Linked DNA regions of Cricetulus griseus: region 1 is linked to region 2. Evidence: chromatin contacts called from public Micro-C data. All regions are on one chromosome and are shown on one strand. The core of a region is the stretch at or near the end of the contact, and the rest is flanking DNA. Distances in the headings are between cores, read along the strand shown.

The links. Hi-C and Micro-C count contacts between places; a contact is called where the count stands out from the background.
Region 1: a Micro-C map of the CHO-K1 cell line shows a contact between it and region 2, with 8 times the contacts expected there. The contact joins two enhancer-like sites. A contact is called at or near these places in 6 of 8 Hi-C or Micro-C datasets (the CHK-Q cell line, the CHL-YN cell line, the CHO-K1 cell line and 2 more).

Annotation. Positions count from the first base shown.
Region 1 is chr4:205,395,358-205,398,615 of CriGri-PICRH-1.0, reverse strand. No RefSeq gene overlaps it. Among named protein-coding and RNA genes, the nearest start is that of Pxylp1, 73 kb to the left of the region's middle. Within about 2 kb of position 1,270, at least 1 of the 6 cell types and tissues checked has open chromatin away from gene starts, as enhancers often do. A contact at or near this core is called in the CHO-K1 cell line, where this site is marked.
Region 2 is chr4:205,254,483-205,258,070 of CriGri-PICRH-1.0, reverse strand. No RefSeq gene overlaps it. Among named protein-coding and RNA genes, the nearest start is that of Zbtb38, 19 kb to the left of the region's middle. Within about 2 kb of position 1,285, at least 6 of the 6 cell types and tissues checked have open chromatin away from gene starts, as enhancers often do. A contact at or near this core is called in the CHO-K1 cell line, where this site is marked.

The sequences.
Region 1 (3,258 bases), core at 21-2,520, 140 kb before region 2:
CACAGGCACACGTCAGCTGAGGCCAGAAGGACACATTGGATTCCCCTCTACTGTAGCAGGAGTTACAGGTATTTGTAAGCTACATGATATGGGTCCTTGGCAAGAGCCTTAAGAACTGTTAACCTCCAAGCCATCTCTGCACTCTCAATGTTTATTTGTTAACTATTCACAGCAGAGTCAATGGGCATGTAGTAAAATAATAAAGATTGTCTGGAGGTACAGTTCAGTGGTGACAGGCTTACCCAGTCAGCCCTGGCAGATATCTATCTTCACTTACATCATATCTATCTATCTATCTATCTATCTATCTATCTATCTATCTATATGTAGATATAGATATAGATATAGATATAGATATAGATATAGATATAGATATAGATCCCATGATGATTACAATCCCACCACTGGGTTCCTTCTTGGAATTGTTTTGTTTTTACCACAGTGTCAGTATATAACTATCTATATGTTTCTGCAGCCCAAAGGATCTCATTCCAAAACTCAAAAGTTAAAAGATGGGACAATTGTACTACAAGACTTGAGCCCTAGACAAGAGGGAGGGAACCTGCCTAATGGTCAAGGGCAAATTCTGTTCTTGTGTCCTGTGGGAGACAGCAGTTCCAGAGTGAACTCACTTCGATGCAGGGGTTCCAGTCAATTCCTGCCACACAGGACCCAGGTCTTTCTCTACAACCAACAGAGAATAGAGTGTTACAATACACTTGGGCAGAGACTGTGCCTCCCAACAGTGGAGCCATTTATGGAAGATGGATGGTCATCCTTCAGTTCCCCACAACCACAGAGCTCCTGAAGGAGTGGAAGCAGGAGAGTAAGGCGGTCTAGAAGGCCTCTCTGCAAAGGATCCAGAATTACCACAGGAGGAAAAATCAGCTGGCCAAAAGGAAAGCCTGGAAACTCCCCGCCTGAGGCTGACTAAATCCAGCCACTGGCCCTGGTGCAGAAACACCCAAGTGTTTGAAGGTGACCTATGAATCATTACAGTACCAAAAGGCAAATCCCGGAGACTTCAGATTCTGATGAGACCATTGGATGACTAACATTATATTTCAAGCTTAAATTACAGTGCTTAAGAGATCTATAAAACAAAAAAATGCCTCTAATCTGTAAGCCTCATTTGCCCAAGGACCGATGACATCCTAGAATGCTGGGGCTGTTGCTCCTACAAGCCACATGTTTTCACTTCTGTAAACGAGGTTGGTTGACCCAACTGCACAGGGTGTGCCTGGTCACATGTAGGCAGGAGGTACTTAGGCAGGAAGTACATCAGGATGTATGCTTGCCCATGATTGGATGAAGGTGGGCTTTGCCTTTATAAGCCTTTATAAACACGGGTTAATGTTAATTTGCAGACATTCTCTGGGACATTGGATCTGGCCAGTGTCCATCTTTCTGGCCAGTATTTAATAAATCTTTCTTCAATTTGACTCAAAAATTGCCATAATGGTCCTATCCTCTCCTGGAGGGCTTAACAACGTGCCATGTATGAAGCTGCAGGAAGAACTACACGTTCCGGAGTATTACAGTAATGAATGGAAACCACCCCTAGATGGAGACATGCCCTTGTCTTCTCCCATAAGAGTTCATCTGAGGTCCTGCCCGAGATGTCTTTATTACATTCCTCCACTCAAGGCTTAGGGATCTATATGGAAAAAGAGGCTGAAAGACTTTAAGAGCCAGAGGTGGTGGACAGCTCTAAGGAAACAGCATTTTCTAAGGAAACAGAGACTGCAACAGCATGCACAGGAACTGCACAAGCTCAAGCCAGACAAGTCCCAGTGTGGAGAAAGGGAAGTGGCACAAAGTCCCACCCGGAACCAAGAAGCCGTTTGCGACTGATAGCTGCTGCAAGAGGAAAAAAAAAATCAGTTTTCTCCAATCGAGTGACACTGGGTATATCAACCACTCCAAGACAGGCCTCATGTTCAAGAGTAATTGACAATACAAAATGGAGTCTCTCTCTCTCTCTCTCTCTCTCTCTCTCTCTCTCTCTCTCTCTCTCTCTCTGTGTGTGTGTGTGTGTGTGTGTACTCTGTGTTTTAAGACAGAAAGAATATGAAATAAGGAAGGGAAGGATTTAAGGAAGGAGAAAGAATAAGATCAAAATGTATTGTATGAAAAAAAGTTTAATTAAAAAAATAAATAAAAGTAAAAGAGTTATCCCAGTGGGGTAGGTTAAGGACCTGGCTGCAGTTGGTCTTTTTTGTCAGGACAGTTGGATCCCCAATAATGACGTGGAGATTTATTAGTCATGAAAGCTCCGCTGATAGCTTAAGCTTGTTTCTAACTAGCTCTTATAATTTAATTTCCATTTCTATTCATTTACTTTCAGCCTTGTGTCTTTATTACTTCATCTCCATAGTGCCCATCCTGCTTGGTCTGCATAACCTGGCATATCCGACTTCTTCATCGTCTGTCCTCTACCTGGAAATCCTGCCTAGCTATTGGCCGTTCAGCTTTTTATTAGCCCACATTTTCACAGTATGCAAGAAGATGATTCCACAACACCTGGTTAAGAAACCACCCCTAGGAAGATGGCTTCACCTGAATACAGTACTTTTCCTTCCCAGGATTCCCACCACCTTGTGCAGTTCCTACCATCCACCCTAAAGCTTGGCTGGGTCTGCCTGCCTGTCCGAGTCCTGACTCAAAGGGCAAAACTTTCCCTTTTTCTTCTCTGTTAGATGCTGTTTGGAGCCTGTTACACTCTGGGACTTGGCCTTGCTCCTCTCTCCATCATGTGATGGCCTGCCTATAACTGACCTGCATGCTGGCTTATCGCAAAGGCTTGGCTTCTTTTCACTTCTGTCTTCATTTTCTTTCTCTAGACAGCTGCAAGAGTTAAGCCTGCCCTGGGGTTTTTCTTTTCAAACTCTGATAAACTGCCTTTAAACATCTGTTTGAGTCCATTCTTAATGTCTTTTAATAATGAGACTGAGGTCCCTGAGAGGGGACCCGAATTTCCCTGCTATCATATTGTGGCTCCACCAGGACATTCCAGCCACACTTTCCCCATTGCCTTTTAGTTCTTTAATCTACAGAGAAGATGAACCTGTTTCTTTGCCCCTAGATGGCATCAACAGCATGTGCAGGAAAGCCTGTATTGTGCGAATGCCCCCAAAGCCCCTGCTTTATGACTTAAGAATCACAATTCTTCATGTAGCAGAGTTCAGTGAACTACTGAACCCTCCTTTGGTCAGACCTGCTTCCTCCCTTGGAAGTGTTTTTTTGTTTGTTTGTTTT
Region 2 (3,588 bases), core at 36-2,535:
AGGCTCTGAGCCAGATGCTTTCATCTTCATTTAGAGGAGTCTGGGGGAAAGGGTATTGCTTTCACTAACTACTGGATGCAGAGCCTACAGAACCAAGCCAATGCCTCTACTGTTCTAGGTGTTGAGAATGCACTTAGAATTCAGATGCGAAGCCCTGTTCACTTACTGGGCAATTCCTCTACTCCGGATAGCAACTTCCCAGTCCACAAACATCACCCTTCCGCATTTCACTTTGTGTAGAGCAAGCACTAGTGAACTTTCACACCCCACCTCCTCCATCTGAGTGCACTATTAATTTGCAGATGAGAGGAAGTACAGCAGGATGGGTCACCAAGCAGAGTCGACAGTTATGACGATCCACCCAATTTCCAGGAGCTCTTAACAGTAAGAGAAATGTCTGCTATAAAGTATATTAAGCATAAAGTCAATAAAGGTAAAAAAGTGGGCTAGTACAGTTGTGCATACGTGTGTGTCCGATGTGTATTTAAAGAGCTAATACATGTACAAAGGAACATTTTTCACATCATTCCATAAATGCCAATGAGTGTGTGTGTGTGTGTGTGTGTGTGTGTGTGTGTGTGTGAACTTGTATATTATCCTTTTTCAGAAAGTAACACTACACACATCACCCTATACTAAGTTTCTTTAAAATATAATATGGGAGCATTCCATCTATTTGTTCTTCAATAGATGCCTATTTGGCTATTGTATGATAAATATATAACTAGCTCCCTACAGGTGACCACTTATTTTTCAGTCTTTTGCTTTTGTTTATGCATTTTAGAGAAGTTTTTTTTAATAGCAAATAGAGAAACATATTAGGGGAAATGTTTTGTTTCTCGTTCTCATTAAAACACAAAGTCCTGCTAGACAAAACCCCATCCATTATGAGGTTTCTCGGTGGTTTGCATGAGTTCAAATTCTGAATGTTCTCAAAGCTTTTCAGAATTCTGCTCTATATCTTAAACGCCAGTTAAACAACAGCCCGTGTCTTCGGGAATTTTCCTCGCCTAATAAACAAATGCCATGGTTGAAGGGAAGAATTGTATACGATAGAATCCGAGGAGCCTAGACAAAAACTGAACTAGAAGCAGAAACATTTCCCTGCGACATCTCATCTCGGCTGCGTCCCCCGCCCCAGTCATCTTTCTATGTTCTCTCTGTGCTGTAGAGCCTCCTCGGCTCTCCCAAGCTGTGGGTGGAACATGCCATCTCATAGTTCCCAGGCAAGGCAATATTTCCGACCGCCATGCCCCCCATGCGAGGATTGGTTCCGTCACGGTCAGGAGTTAGACTCTGGCCCAATGAGCTCTGACCATAAAGTCAGAACCCTACAATGGAGATGGCTGCAGAGACTCCACCCACAGGCAAACCTCACACTGGAAAAGGCTCTCAAGTGCCACCCAGTGGCTTTACAAAGAGAAGAGGTTTATGAAAAAGCTGTTAAAACAAAACAAAAAGCAAGCAAAAAAACAAACCAAACCAAACCAAACAAACAAAAAAACCTTCAGGATCCTGGAAGATCTGCCGCAACGGCTTCAACTTGGTTGCCTAGCTTCCTGGGCTGGAGTCCCCCAGGACAGGTGCCTGGACAGTTCATCAAAATGTCTGCTTGACTTAGATGCAGGCTAATGCATGGGCGACAGCAGCATTTTGCGTTGGTTTGTGAGTTAGATGAGGTGTAACGATGTGTGATTTGTGTACCTATAAATGGTGCCTCAGCATCTAGCAGCCCAGTGTGGACCGGAAGAATAACCTTATTCAGTACTTATTTCACTTTGATGTGTTGTAAACATGTTGGTTTGTTTTCATTTTTGCGTTTAAGAAAGTTTGGCTGGCAAAGGTGGCACACACCTTTAATCCCAACACTCGGGAGGCAAAGGCAGGCAGATCCTTGTGAGTTCAAGGACAGCTTGGTCTATATAGTAGGTTCCAGGACAGCCAGGGCTACATAGAGACCCTGCCTTTAGAACAAAACAAAACAAACAGACTTGTTTGGGTAGTGGCAATTAATTTTGGACATGCTTGTTTTGCTGTTGTTGTTGTTTACATTTGTTTAATTTGTGTGCAGGTTCACACGTGTGCACACAGGAACATACGCCATTTCACACATGTAGAGAACACAGGACAACTTTCAGGAGTTGGTTCTCTCCTTTAAACCATTTGGGACTCACAGACTGAATTCCATTATTCAGGCTGATCCATCTGGCCAGCTCCATTTGTGAGAATTTTGTTTTAAGATTCATTCTTTATTTTTAATTTCGTGTGTCTGTGTTTAGGTATGTGTATGTGTGTGCAGATGCCTGCAGAAGTCAGAGGTATTGGGTCCCTCTAGAGATGGAGTTGCAATGGCTCCTAAGAGGCTGACGTGGGAAGCAAACCCAGGTTCACAGTATCCATTCTTAACTACTGAGCCATCCCTCCAGCATCCTTGTTGAGAATTTTAAAATAAAACATAATTGTATCTGAAAGTGAACAAGCTTTGAGAGGAAGTCTGTGGAGGCAAAGACAAGAGCCTCACCTAGACTGCTGGCTGCTGAGGGCCCCGAAAAAAGTGTTAGCGGAGAGGCCCACGAGCTCTGCTCTCCCTGAGCCTCTGCAGTGTGGCATCTCAGAAGGCAATAGATCCGTCAGTCTTGGAAGAGACACTTACTTCTGTGCACAGGGAGAGGCAAGTCCCACCAGCAGAGGTCACTGACGTGCCAGCTGGGAATCCGCAGCTCCTCTCACATGTGCGCGTGCGCCTGCCTTTCTCCCTTCTCAGCACTTTGAAGGGAATCAGTGCAAAGTGTATGCTTGCTGTTGGCAGATATTCTCAGTGGGGCCTGCCTTTGATACCCTCAACCTTAGGCTGTTTGTTTTAACATCGATGTAATACTTAGGGCAGCTTTGGATTGTACATCATCAAATTTGACTTGGTCCAGGAAGTTATATGTGCTTCTAGCCTGGAAGTTAAGGAAGGCACTACCTTCCCCAACACTACACACACACACACACACACACACACACACACACACACACAGGTGCACTTGAACACACACATCCAAATGGCTTGACCCTACTGAATAGGAATGGATGCCATGATGTGACATGGAGTGGTATAGACACTAAGAGAAGGTACCTGTGGACCATCTGCATCTGAGACACTTAGTGTTAGAACTAGCCGTGGACAACAGCTATGTGGCCCTCTTGAGTGGCCATCAATAGCCATTCTATTAAAGAGGGAAGGGAAGGGAACAATGGGGCATGTAAATACCACCAAATCATCACAGGACAGGACTCAGGACATATACTGTCCTGGACTAATATGCTGACAACTTCAGAGGCCAGATGAGAACGCTAACTACGGGAATCAGGCCTGCCGGTGACTGGGTGGTCAGGTAACTGCAATTCACAGGCACTAGGCAAAAGATGGTGATGGCCCTATGACACCAGAGGGTCTAATGGTGGCACAGTGACTCCAGGAGGCTTCCAGGGAAGGAAAGGAAGTTGTCTTTTGCTTGGAAAGAACTGTGAGGAAAATCATGTAACCTAGATTATGCGTTGTACTTCCATGGTCAGAGATTGGTCTGTCGATGTGTAAGTGAT